2 separate regions of the Mus musculus genome follow, and region 1 is linked to region 2. A link is a contact called in public HiChIP or PLAC-seq data. All regions are on one chromosome and are shown on one strand. The core of a region is the stretch at or near the end of the contact, and the rest is flanking DNA. Distances in the headings are between cores, read along the strand shown. Region 1 has its middle 23 kb from the start of Gm46420. Region 2 has its middle 27 kb from the start of Gm19866.

Region 1 (6,205 bases), core at 3,481-5,980, 260 kb before region 2:
GAAATGCCTAGATCTGGTATGGCTGGGTTAATATGAAAACTGGAGGGAGCAGAGGTGATATTTTCTTGTGGTTCTTTATGTGCATGTTTGTGTGTGTTTGTGTGTGTTCGTGTGTTTGTATGTGTATATGTGTATGTTTGTGTGTATATGTGTGTGTTTGTGTGTCTGTATTGCGTGTTTGTGTGTGTTTGTGTGCATGTTTGTGTGTGTTTGTGTGTGTGTTTGTGTGGCTTGTGTGTGTATATGTGTGTGTTTGTGTGTATGTTTGTGTCTGTGTATATACGTGTGTGTTTGTGTGTTGAGTTTGTTTGTTTTAGCATTTTTTTTGGTCTTAGTTTAATTTTTATTACTGTTAAAGACCATGACCAAAAGCAAATAGGGGAGGAAAGAGTTTATTTCATACAGTTAGTTCATCACTAAGGGAAGTCAGGGCAGGAACCCAAAGCAGGAACCTGGAAACAGAAACAGTGAAGAATGCTGCTCACTGACTTGCTCCCATGACTTGCTCAGCCTCCTTTCTTACATCACCCAGGACCACCTTCCTGGGGACAGCACCACACACACTGGACTGGGCCATCCAATGAACACAATCATTAACCAAGGAGATGCCCATGGGCTTGCCACAGCCCGATCTGTTGATTGTTCTCAATTGAGATTCCCTCTTCCAACCCCAGGGTACAATTGGTTTTCCTCTTTGTTACTGTAGCTGAGATTCATGTAGTCCCCCTCTCAAAGGAATACTGAAGAACGTGCAGTGGTAATCACTCAGGGCTTGCTCTAGTAACTTAGTGACCAGCCAGGGAGATTAAGAACACTTGCTACTCTTGCAGAGGTCCTGGGTTTGGTCCACAGCATCTACTGGCCTGTAACTCCAGTGCCCTCTTCTTGTCTCTATAAACACTGACATATGTAGTACACATGCACGTATGCAGGCAAAATACTCATATATGCAAAATAAAAATAAGCCTTGATTGAAGGGGAAATTTAAGGGTCCTTTGGAGAGCCAGTTATGTTGGATGGTGTTTTCCTGGGGCAAACACGTGAAGGAGTGTTTTCTTGAAGTGGATACAGGTGAATAACTAAGGCAGGCTTATGAAGGAACGTTTAGCTGAAGCAGACACAGGAGAGAGGTTGTTAAGCTAAAGCAAGCATGTGAAAGGACACATGATAGCGAACTCTTTGCTAACAACACACATGTATTGGTCTGCCTTACATTGCATAGTTGATCTGCATTTGTCAGGACTCCATAGAGAGAAACACACCAAGAAACTTCTGGTGGTGTGCTTCAGTTTCTTGCCACTTCTGGAGACTCAGGCTGATTGGCAGAGTGATGTCAGCTGAAACAGACACACATGCTGAGGCAAGACACCTGGTAAGGCAAGACCCATGGAGGACATGTGATGTTTGGAGACAGTATAAAAGGACTCAACAGTGCTGAGGCTGGGCTAGGCTTGCTTATAGAGCTAGCCGTGCAACATTTCTGTGGGAGACAAATGGATAGGAATGGTAAGTTTCTTCAACCATAGTTATGAAATTTGGGGTTAAAAAAATCATGCTCTAAATTTATCATCGGAGTTACCATCAAAACGAGCATTTTGCATAATTCTGCCTCAGATTTCACTGTACCCTCAAGGGTTATCAATCTCTTATAGCTGTCACTCATTCTGAAAAACTAGGTTTCTTTTTTTCTTTTACAGTCCGTAGAGGAGAACACACTGTCGCACTACAAGACAGGGTAATTCTTGAAGCTGTGAGCTACTCAAAGAGCTAGATTATGTACCACAAAAACAAAGTCCATGAGCAGGAAGAATGTAGACAGAGGAGAGGGCAGATGGCGCTGGGCTCCTCCTGCATTTCTGCTTCAAGCCCACGAGCCTCTGCAGAGTCTGCTTTCAGAAGCAATGAAAGCGCTCGCTCGTCAGAGTCTTACGGTGTCAGAAAGTGCTGCTGGTCATTTGTGCCATTTTATAGCAGGATGGGCTTCTATGCTATCTCACGCTCAGTGTGTGTGTGTGTGTGTGTGTGTGTGTGTGTGTGTGTGTGTGTTGGAGCTGACAGGTGAGTAACTGCAATTTGCATATACCATGTGATATAAGAAAAATACCTATTGCTTCAGGAATGTGGTGCCTTGTGACTCTGACTATTTCTACCCTTTTCTGGTTATCACCCCAGGACTAGGGAAGCCACATACAGCTGCTGTTTGACATTCACAGTGGGTTGTTCCCATGATTTCCTGTAGAAGCTATTAGCTATTAGCTAACTAAGGGCAACTTCACAGGAGAGGAGAAGGAAACGAGCAGATGCCTGCACATGGTGGCATCCTCAGATACAGAGCATGTCTTGCCCTCTAACTTTGCCATCATGAGAAAAGCCCTGGGTAATCCAATCAGGTGAACCACAGGCCTCTAAAGTCATCAGTAAACCAAGATTCCCAGGGATCTCAGTTGCCTTGGTCAAACCTCCCCTGCTTCTCTCTGACCCCTTCACTGTGGAAGTGTCCATCCAGGAGTCAGTGGTAACATGTGGCTCTCCTTTAAGCAGTGCCTAAAATCAATGTTTCTGTGGCTTCGTGCCACATCAACTAACACCCCAAGAGCATAGGCCCAAGTACCAGAGTCCTTCTGTCTCTGTGGGTCATAGTGAATGGTTCCCACTGGGCTATACCACCCAGTTGAATTGTGAGCTCTCTGTAATAAATGACTTAATAGTGTTATCCTCTCAGGCTCTGCCCCTTCCGCGTGTTACTATCAACTCCCAGTGGTATGCCTCACACAATAAAAGCACTACACACCCTTAAATACTATTCTACACTGTGTTTCTAATCCAGGGGATACTTGGACCAGGGGATACTTGGATAGGACAAAGAAATTCATCTTTCAAATCTGAAGATTCAACATTGAGGATTTGATCAACCAAAAAAAGAAAATATATTTTAAAAGCTGACTAAACAGGTATAGGTCTTCTTCTTCTTCTTCTTCTTCTTCTTCTTCTTCTTCTTCTTCTTCTTCTTCTTCTTCTTCTTCTTCTTCTTCTTCTTCTTCCTCTTCTTCTTCTTCTTCCTCTTCTTCTTCTTCTTCTTCTTCTTCTTCTTCTTCTTCTTCTTCTTCTTCTTCTTCTTCTTCTTCCTCTTCCTCCTCCTCCTATTCCTCTTCTTCTCCTTCTCCTCTTCTTCTCATTCCCTAATCAGTGTAAACAGGTGCATAAACACATCACATTAGACATAAGTAACCTGCAAGCTGAAGGATATAAGAGGATTATGTGCCCACATTCTGTCCCTTTATATAAAACACTGGGGCTTCTACAGGAAATCATGGAAACAACCCACTGTGGACGTCAGGAGACAGCTGTATGTGGCTTCCCTGGTCCTGGGGTATGAACTAGAAATGGGTAGAAAAATAGACAACAGAGTCATAAGGCACAGTCTGGAGCTAGGTGTGGGTCATGCAGTTTGGTGTAAGTAGAAAGTCAGAGTGGCAGGACCCTCCTCTCTACCCCAGGCCACTGGTGTTCACTCTCTAGTCTGGGCTCCTCTGTGGTAGTCATGCAGGATACATGCACAGCTCAGAAGAGCAGAGTAGGTAGCTTCGTGGGACAACCAGTGACAGAGGAGGACTGTGGGCAAAGACTTCATTGCTTTAGTGGGTGAGACTCCTCCTCTCACGCACTCTCCCGTTCTGGTTAGGTGAGGTTCCGCAAAGCCTTTCTGTTTGCTGTGCTCTGACTATTACATCATGCCAGAAAGTTGCATCTATTCTGTGCAGTGATTTATTTTACTCCCAGACCTAATTTTACAGGAAAAACTGGTTGAAGGGTATGATTAGGGGGTTCGGGTGGTGAGAAGAAGAGTCAAAGAAGTGACGTAGAGTAGATAGACTTGTAGGATTCTTTGCTAAGAACATCTGGAGAACATCTGGAGGGCTGGAGATGTGGCTCAGCACAAGAGCACAGAGTTCAGTCTCCAGCACCCACATCAGGTGGCTCTCAACCACACATAACCAGGGCAATGTGATGCCTCTGACCTCTGCTGGCACTTACACTGTCCTGATGCGTCCACACTCACACCTGTGCACATATCCACTCCCCCCCCCCACACACACACAGACACACACACATAATTTAAAATAGCAAAAATAAATCATAAAAGAAAAAGCAGAGAGGCCTATTTAAATCATGTTTTTCTCTCTGATGGTTTGCTGGGTGCTATTGGACCATCAGGAATTATTAAGAGACTGTGTATGTGTGTTGCTACCTGCTACGCATGTTGGGGTACTGGTGACATGGTAGTGGTTTGTTGGGGACTCCCTCTCCCCACAAGCCCTCGCTTCCATAGGCACAGGTACTTTTGAGGGGTATTCTTGCTTGTCCACTGCTTCCGACCTGGGGAAGGAGTGAAGTCTCCACTAAGCACACCCTGGGCTTTGCATAGAACACAGGGGGAGCTGGGGGAGTGGCTAGTGGCCATCCTTTGCAACCTCAGGAGGATACTGCCTGCTTCTGGGCCAATGAGTTGATTTGGAGGGTTTAGGTCAGATCTGGGAGGGAGGGTGAAGAGGAGGAGGTAGAAGAGGGAGAGAAGGAAGCTGGGATGTGTGCATGTGTGCATGTGTGTGTGTGTGTGGGGGGGGGGGTGAGAACAAAAGGCACCATTTTGCTGGCTCTGCTCTGAAAGCCAAGCCCATCAGCTCCATTTACTAGATCTCAATAGCTGAAGCTCAAAGCACAGCCGCCTGTGGGCCAACTTCTGCCTCTTCTGGGATGTGCACTTCCCAGCGGGACTGCGAAAGGGCAGACAGGACCATCGAGAAGGCAGCTCAGGAAGGAAAGAGAGGGAGAAAGAAGGAGGGTGAGAGAAGAGAAAGAGGGAGGAAGGGAGAGAGGGAGAGAGCAGGGCTGCCGGTGGAGGGAGAGCGCGCGGGGTGGGAAGGAACGCAGCAGAAAGGAGCCTGTGGGGGAGGGGAGGGAAAAGAAAGGGGCAAAGCCCCTTGCTGACACGGGGCATAACTTAATTTTCACGGTGCTGGGACGGCTGTATCGTGTAATCTGCCATGGCACGCCGTTAAAGCTTCAATGACTTTAGTGACCCAGAAGGGAGACTCAGACCGCAGAGAGGCTTTTGAAAAGAAGTGGTGATCTTTCACGATTTATGAGCTTGTCTTAAAGAAACAGACTCCACTCAGTTTAAATTAATCACCCTTTCCAGGGTGCATAGAAATGGGGGTCTCGGGATGCAAGCTGGGAAGGCCCTGGTGCGCCTGGGCCACATGACCCTGCTGGAGGAGGACGCAGGAGGACAGTGGAGGGGGGGGGGGGCACTGTGGAGGAAGACTCCACCACAGAGGGGAGGCTCTGGGCTTCTCAAGCACCCAGCGGGGTCTGGCTAGACAGACACCAAGCCCTTAGGGGCAGCAGGGAGGTCAGAGCCAGGAGAGCTGCCAGGGGTGGGAGATGGCCTGTGGGTGGTGGGGAAGGGCTTTATTCTCCTTCCTGTACTTGTAGTCATTGTGGAGAAAGGAGAGAGAGGGGGTGGGGGGATATAAGGCATTTCACACCCTGAGGAAACGTGAGACCCTCCAAGTGAGTGACGCTTTGAAAGGAGAAGTGGGTATTACCAGGCCTTTTGATCTACTCTCATTTTCCATATTTCTAAGAACAAAAGGTGAAAACCTCATCCTAATGTGCATACATTTCCCTTTTTGAGTTTGGCAAAGACAAATTCCCCAGGTTTAAAAAAAAAAAAAGATGTTTTAGAGAGCTGACAGGCTGACGGTCCTAAAATTATTAGTCACAGTGTCCTAAAGAAAAATCTCAGACCATAAATTCTTTGTTTAAGTTGATACAACCAATGGAGCGAAGGGTCATATTTCTTTAAGACCCCCTTAGCCAAAGCAAGCATTTTGTTTTCTTGCTAGCACACTTCACCTCTGCACAGGATAAATGAGCCCAAGGTGAGGAGTCCCTGGCTGTCCTGTCTTCTCTTTGGGACTGTCCTTTGTGTCATTTTGTGTGCCTGTGGCCCTGAGCTTTAACACTTTGAGGCCTTTTGTATTTCCAAGGCCTCACCAGCAGCTGGTTAAATGGAGTTACCTTTGAACTGTTCTCAGTGTTTGGAGGCCCCTTCATCTCCCGAACGCCAATGAATGTAAGTGGGAGAAATTGGGCTTGAGTCAAAAGATCATCCAAAGACAGCAGGCAGATCAAGTCAGCC
Region 2 (5,776 bases), core at 1,189-3,688:
TGTAGGTGAGAGATCATGCTTGTTTGAGGGGCTTAAAGTATCTGGACATAATCCTCAAGCCACCCATGGAGGCTGAGACCTGGAGGGGTGGGGACAGGGAACAAGGAGCGGGCTCTGCTGAGGGAGCAAAGGGGATCACTCTGTTTTCACAGTTGTATTGTAAAAACAACCGCTAATACCCAGAAGACCCAAGAGCAGCCCTCCATGGCTTATCTGAGAAGCCACTCCCCGTCTCACACCCTGTCTAGACCGAACTGGGCATTATCAACCACCTCTATAGATGAAGCAGGAACCTATTCTGACAGACCCGGGCCTAACGAGCCTGCTGCTGTGGAAAATTCAGAAGGAAATAGATTGCTTTCCACCTCAGATAACTGAAAAGGGGACCTCTCAGGCCTGACACCCTCCATTCTGCCTGAGACACGTCATCTCTCACTCTTGACTAACAAAGTCCCTGAGTCTGACTGAAAGGAAGGAAATGAGAGACAGGCTCCTTAAGTATCTCCATCAGAAGCCAAGGTCTGCGCGGAAATCCCAGTGGGGCCTAGTAGACTCCTACTGTGGGCACTGCCACCTCGTGCCTCCTATTTAAGATGCCCAGCGCGTGGAGGACAATGCTTACTACTTCCCCTCGATAGGCTCCACCAGGCCTATACATCTATAGGTACCTATGTAGTCATCGGTACCATAAGGGCTGTTCCAGCCAACAGAACATATCGTTCTGGGAAAGGACACAGTCCCGTGGGAGCTGTCACTACTACCCAGAAACCTCTTGCTCTGCTCTGAACATACTGTTGTGGAAACCACAACCATGCTGCAACAGCTCAGGGAGACCGGGAGCAAAGGCATTTCTGTCCCATTCATTCATTGAACACTTAGGTATCTACCACACCCCATTATCACTGTTCAGTGCTCCTATCAACTCATTTAAGCACTGTACACCCAATACTAAAGAAGATCAGTAAAAGAAAGGGCAAAGCTACGCCAGTGCCAGTTGCAAGTTACATGCCACGCAAGCATTCCCAGGGAAGTAAATGGAGACTGAAGCTCAGCACAGGGGCAGACAACCCTCTTGCTTTGTCACTGCCTCAGTCTCCCCATCTGTAAAATGGGAATGGCCGTGACCTCTGTGGGTCATGCCCTGTAAGGAGCAAACCAAAGAGACTAGAAAAGTCTTCAAGGAGTGTCATATTGACATCAAGACCAAGTGTTAGAATCTCCTTCCCTCTGTGTGTGAGGAGGGTGCCCGCTGTTTATCAGCTATGGAGTATTCAACAGTCAGAGAATAAACACAGTTCATGGTTCCTGGCGAGGAAGAGCAGTAAACATTTTTACTCCATGAAGGCCTCGATAGTCAGGATATGATAGTGTACGTCAGTTATCTCAGTACTTAGAAGGGTGAGGCAGGAGGATTATCATCTTGAAGCCAACCTAGGCTACATAGCAACGCCTCAAAAACATCTCGTTTAAAATTAGAGATATGGGTAACTACGCTTTTACCCAGGGATCCAGATAAAACCTCAGATGGAACCTTCATCAACCGCATTCTCGTGTTTCCCATGAGACTACAAAAGAAGCTGGCAACTGGGCTGGTGGAGAAGCAGCCTTCCCTCCTCACGGGTACCACATGGGGACCTGAGGTGAAGCTGGCATGCCAGCTGATGCTTACTGCCATTCTGCTGCCAAGTGCCTGACCCAACCCTTTCAGGGGAGAGATGTGGATTCAGACCTTGTAGCTAAGTGTGTACGTGTGTGCGTGTGTGTGTGTGTGTGTGTGGGGGGGGGGGGTCCCTGAATAATTTACACAGGATAATCCAACTTGGCTAAGCCTGGAGAGAGGGAACATGGATCCTTATTTAGAAATGTCTTTCTCCCCTCAGAATTTAGAAAATATCAATAGAGTCTGAAAAGATGGCTATGAAGTCACCAGCATGCCTCCGCTTGTCCCGAGGATGCAGAGATGTCACACCTACATTTTAAGAGGTACTGATATAACCATTCAGGTGCACTCTGTGACACCCAGGGGAGTTGTCCTTCTAGGTACAAAAAGATAAGTGGCCTTAAGTTAGTGTGTGGGACTCTGTGACTCCTTGCTCTCTCAGTACAGTCCTTATGAATCTTTTAAACAGCTCTTCCTCTAGTAGCACATTGTGTGTCCAACCATAAATGCCAAAGGCTGCTTCTTATCTACCCCTGATACAACTACAGGACGGTAGCAGAGAAGGAGAACCCATTCTGTGGTCTCAGGCAGAGGTCCCACTGTGGAGGACAGGCAGAACCTCATGGCAGGAAGTCCTTCCACAAGGCTATTGGTCATTTCCATTTATCTCCTGAGGGGTTAAGGAAGCTGATTGAGAGAGACGTTCCCATAGCAACCGTGCCGGCCTTCCACTGTGAACATACTGGTTCCATTCCTGATGCAGATTACATCAAACTTTGCCACTTCATGGCTTCATTTTAGCTGAGGCAGATGGTTGTTTGAGAATGTGATCACCGCCACCTTGTGGCACAGAGGAAAACAAAAGACAAAAAGAAAAAAAAATCCCCCCTCTGTAAAGGGCGAATTGTGCTCAGTTTAGGGTCAGTCTTACAAACTTTGACCACTTTTTCTTCTCTGTGGAAGAGCCTTCGTGCTGATCTGTGAACTGGGGCTGTAACACACACAGCAAAAACTCTCCTCCCGGTATCTCAAAATCTCACTGGTAATGCCAGGATTGAGCCGTAATCCCAAATAATTGTATTAACAAGAAAGTCACTTCCCATAATCTCTCCAAAAAATAATGTTATCCACATACGTTTTGTAAAGAGGTCTGAGTATTCTGGTTTAGCCATGTTTGGATTCTGTTCTTAGCCTAGAACAAGTTAGCCTGACCTAAGAGTATTTAAAATCTCCTGCCCTCCTATGCCACATGGCTTGCTTTCAGGGCTTTGCATACCCTGTCTCCTGTATCCACTGTATTTTCTGCTGCAAAGACATCCCTGTGCTTCTTTAAATGGGTCTAAGAAAAATGATTTTCAGTAACTGTAATTGTTTTTTCTCATGGTGAGCTATCTCACTGTGGGAAATTTAACTCTGATAAATACATACCTTCAAACATAAAGAATTAGTTATAATTGTGCTCTGTGTGTGTGTGTATTTGTATATATTGGTGTGTGTGTGTGTGTATATTTGTATATGTATGTGTCTGTGTGTATGTGTCTGTGTATGTGTGTATATGTGTGTGTATGTGGCTGTATATGCGTGTCTGTGTATGTATGTGTGTATGTGTGTGTATATGTGTGTGTATAGGTGTGTGTGTATGTGTATATGTGTGTGTATATGTGTGTATAAGTGTGTGTGCATGTGTGTGTGTGTATGTATGTGTGTGTGTGTGTCTATGTGTGCTCACATTATATGGCTCTACAGTGTCTTGTCTCTGTGGTTACTAACACCCTATGATATGAATAGCAATCATAAACCACAAAAAAAAAAAAAAACATACCCAGGAGCTGAACTCTTCCTAACTCTAACATTAACTCTAGCCATGGGTGTGATACTTATTTGGCCTCAGAGGCTCTGGAGTTAAAAGTTCAAGACAGGAGGAGAGGAGGACATGAGCCTTTGACAGAAATGCTGGGAATCTGAAATAAAAATACATGAATATTTGAGAAAGAAACAAAATGTGCACCCAGGACCAACTCTAAGGTGAAGGCACCTTTTCCCCAGAGGCAGCAGAGAGCTCTGGTGTGAGTCTAGTCTTCACTTTTCAGAATATCCTCAAAGTTAGATGGGGACAGACAGACAGACAGATAGACAGACACACACACACACACACACACACACAGAGAGAGAGAGAGAGAGAGAGAGAGAGAGAGAGAGAGAGAGAGAGAGAAAGAGATCCCCAGGAAATAGAAGTAACTCAAAGCACATAATGTCAAGGACAGTCACAGATTGAATAATAGCATGTGTCCTTGTTACTAGAAACCCTTGCTGTCCCCAAGGTTTCAAGAAGAGACTAAGAGAACACAGATGTGATGGGGGAGGGGAAGCTCTGTTCAGCCACAAATGTTTATCTGGAATGCTGTGGTTGCTGTTGTCAATAACTGTCAACTCCTCCAGGCTACAAGGGAAGGTGGCTTGTACTTCCTGCCTGCTGGGTCATTGGGTGAGACCCAGTGACCAGTTCTGGTGAATGGGAGGAGACAGAAGTGACTTTTGCCACTTCTGGGACAGATTTGATTAGTGACAAGGGTTAGAGTTCTCTCTACTCCATGTACCACCATGGCCTGCAAGTCGAGACAGTAGCCAGTCAGGGCTCTCAAAGAAAGTGCTCTGAATACAGCTCAATGAGAGCAGATCTTGGCCTATCTGTGTGGGGTGTGGACTAGAAGTGAGGAACCAACAAACCCACTGTAGTTTAGGCCAGAAACATCTGGGTGATACGCGTTATTGAGGCATGGCAGAGCCCATCCCAACAAAAGCGCATCACCTTGAAGGGAAAGTTTGGTTGCCTTTTTGAAGTTTGCAGAGGTAATAGTGGTCTGGTGCTTCAAGAAGGTGCTGGAGTGGGTTGTTTTTGGTTTTGTTTTGTTTTGTTTTGTTTTGTTGTCTCTGAGAAGCTCTCCACCATCTTCTGGAAGATCAATGCTGCCTGTAGCAACTCTTACTTTATTTTAGGAAAAACACCAAAATACACCCTGCCTTGTATGAAAATAAATCAAGAAGGCTCTCAGCAGTTCTCAGTGGGGAGGAGGGAACTTCTAATTAAATCCATCTCTTGGGGACAAAGTAGAGCCTTGGTCTGGAAATGAAGATTGCTCCACAGAGCTGAATCAGAGCGGTGATTCACGGGCCTCCTGCTTTTCTGAGGGAGGGAAACCTACTCCTTCCTTTCCCGTGTCAATCAGTTATTCCTTGGTGGGGGGTGGGGGTGGGGAGGAGCTGACTATGGCTTCCCAAGGGCAGCCGAAAGGACCCTTCAGGAGAGCTGCACTGTTGGGCTTAGGATTGGACCCTAAGTTCACATTCTCTGCTTCCCTTCTGTTCTGATCCCTGGACCTTAATAAGAGGCCATCAAAATCTGTACCCTAGCTCCACGCTGGGACAGGGGAGCAAAGAGAAGCAAACCTCTTGGCTAAGGACCAAGGGTAAAGGGCCCTGCAGAACCTGCCTGCTGTGGTTGGAAGAGCTCTGACGCCATCAGCCAGAGCAAGGCCCATTCCTAAGGTCACTCTATGGGAGACACATGCACCAAAAAGATGACAAAGATCATGAGAGATTGAGGTATCCAATGTTGACCACTCCCTAACACCGATATAGGAAGGAGGGCCTGAAACAAGGTCTTGCACTGAGCTCCAGGATCTGCTAATCTTTGCTTAGCCAGAGCTTAGATCACATACACTTGCTCAGCGGTTAAGAGAACTTGCTGCTCTTTCAGAGAAGATGGGTTTAGTTCCCAACACCCACTTGGTAAATCACAACCATCTGTAATTTCCGTTCCAAGGGATCCAAGCGCCCTCTTCTGGCCTCTAGGAGCACTACATGCATGTGGTACACAGATCCCTGCAGGCAAAACACCCACTTGTAAACACATGCTACCACACCCAATTTTTCAAGTGGGCACTGGGGATTCAAACTAGGGATCTCAGGCTTACATGGCAGTTGCTTTACCAACTGAGCCATTTCTCCAGCTCCTAAGAAGCCCTTGAGACAACTGAGGTGACACTTGACCTGCCTTTACATTTTATGAAATTCAAGAGGCAAGGCTCCTTGAAGTGGAAACTTACAGTTTCTTTG

What was found. HiChIP or PLAC-seq counts read pairs in DNA pulled down with a chosen protein or histone mark.
Region 1: an H3K4me3 HiChIP or PLAC-seq map of craniofacial prominence shows a contact between it and region 2, with 5 times the contacts expected there. The contact joins two enhancer-like sites. A contact is called at or near these places in 8 of 484 Hi-C or Micro-C datasets (embryonic fibroblasts, embryonic stem cells, nephron progenitors and 1 more), 6 of 115 datasets of contacts at active chromatin or transcription factors (craniofacial prominence, differentiating embryonic stem cells, embryonic basal ganglia and 3 more) and 2 of 9 other capture datasets (embryonic tail and embryonic trunk).

What each region holds. Positions count from the first base shown.
Region 1 is chr13:60,146,251-60,152,455 of GRCm38.p6, reverse strand. No RefSeq gene overlaps it. Among named protein-coding and RNA genes, the nearest start is that of Gm46420, 23 kb to the right of the region's middle. RefSeq lists an enhancer at 3,257-6,205. Within about 2 kb of position 4,730, at least 73 of the 459 cell types and tissues checked have an H3K27ac peak or open chromatin away from gene starts, as enhancers often do. A contact at or near this core is called in craniofacial prominence, where this site is marked.
Region 2 is chr13:59,886,508-59,892,283 of GRCm38.p6, reverse strand. No RefSeq gene overlaps it. Among named protein-coding and RNA genes, the nearest start is that of Gm19866, 27 kb to the left of the region's middle. Within about 2 kb of position 2,438, at least 62 of the 459 cell types and tissues checked have an H3K27ac peak or open chromatin away from gene starts, as enhancers often do. A contact at or near this core is called in craniofacial prominence, where this site is marked.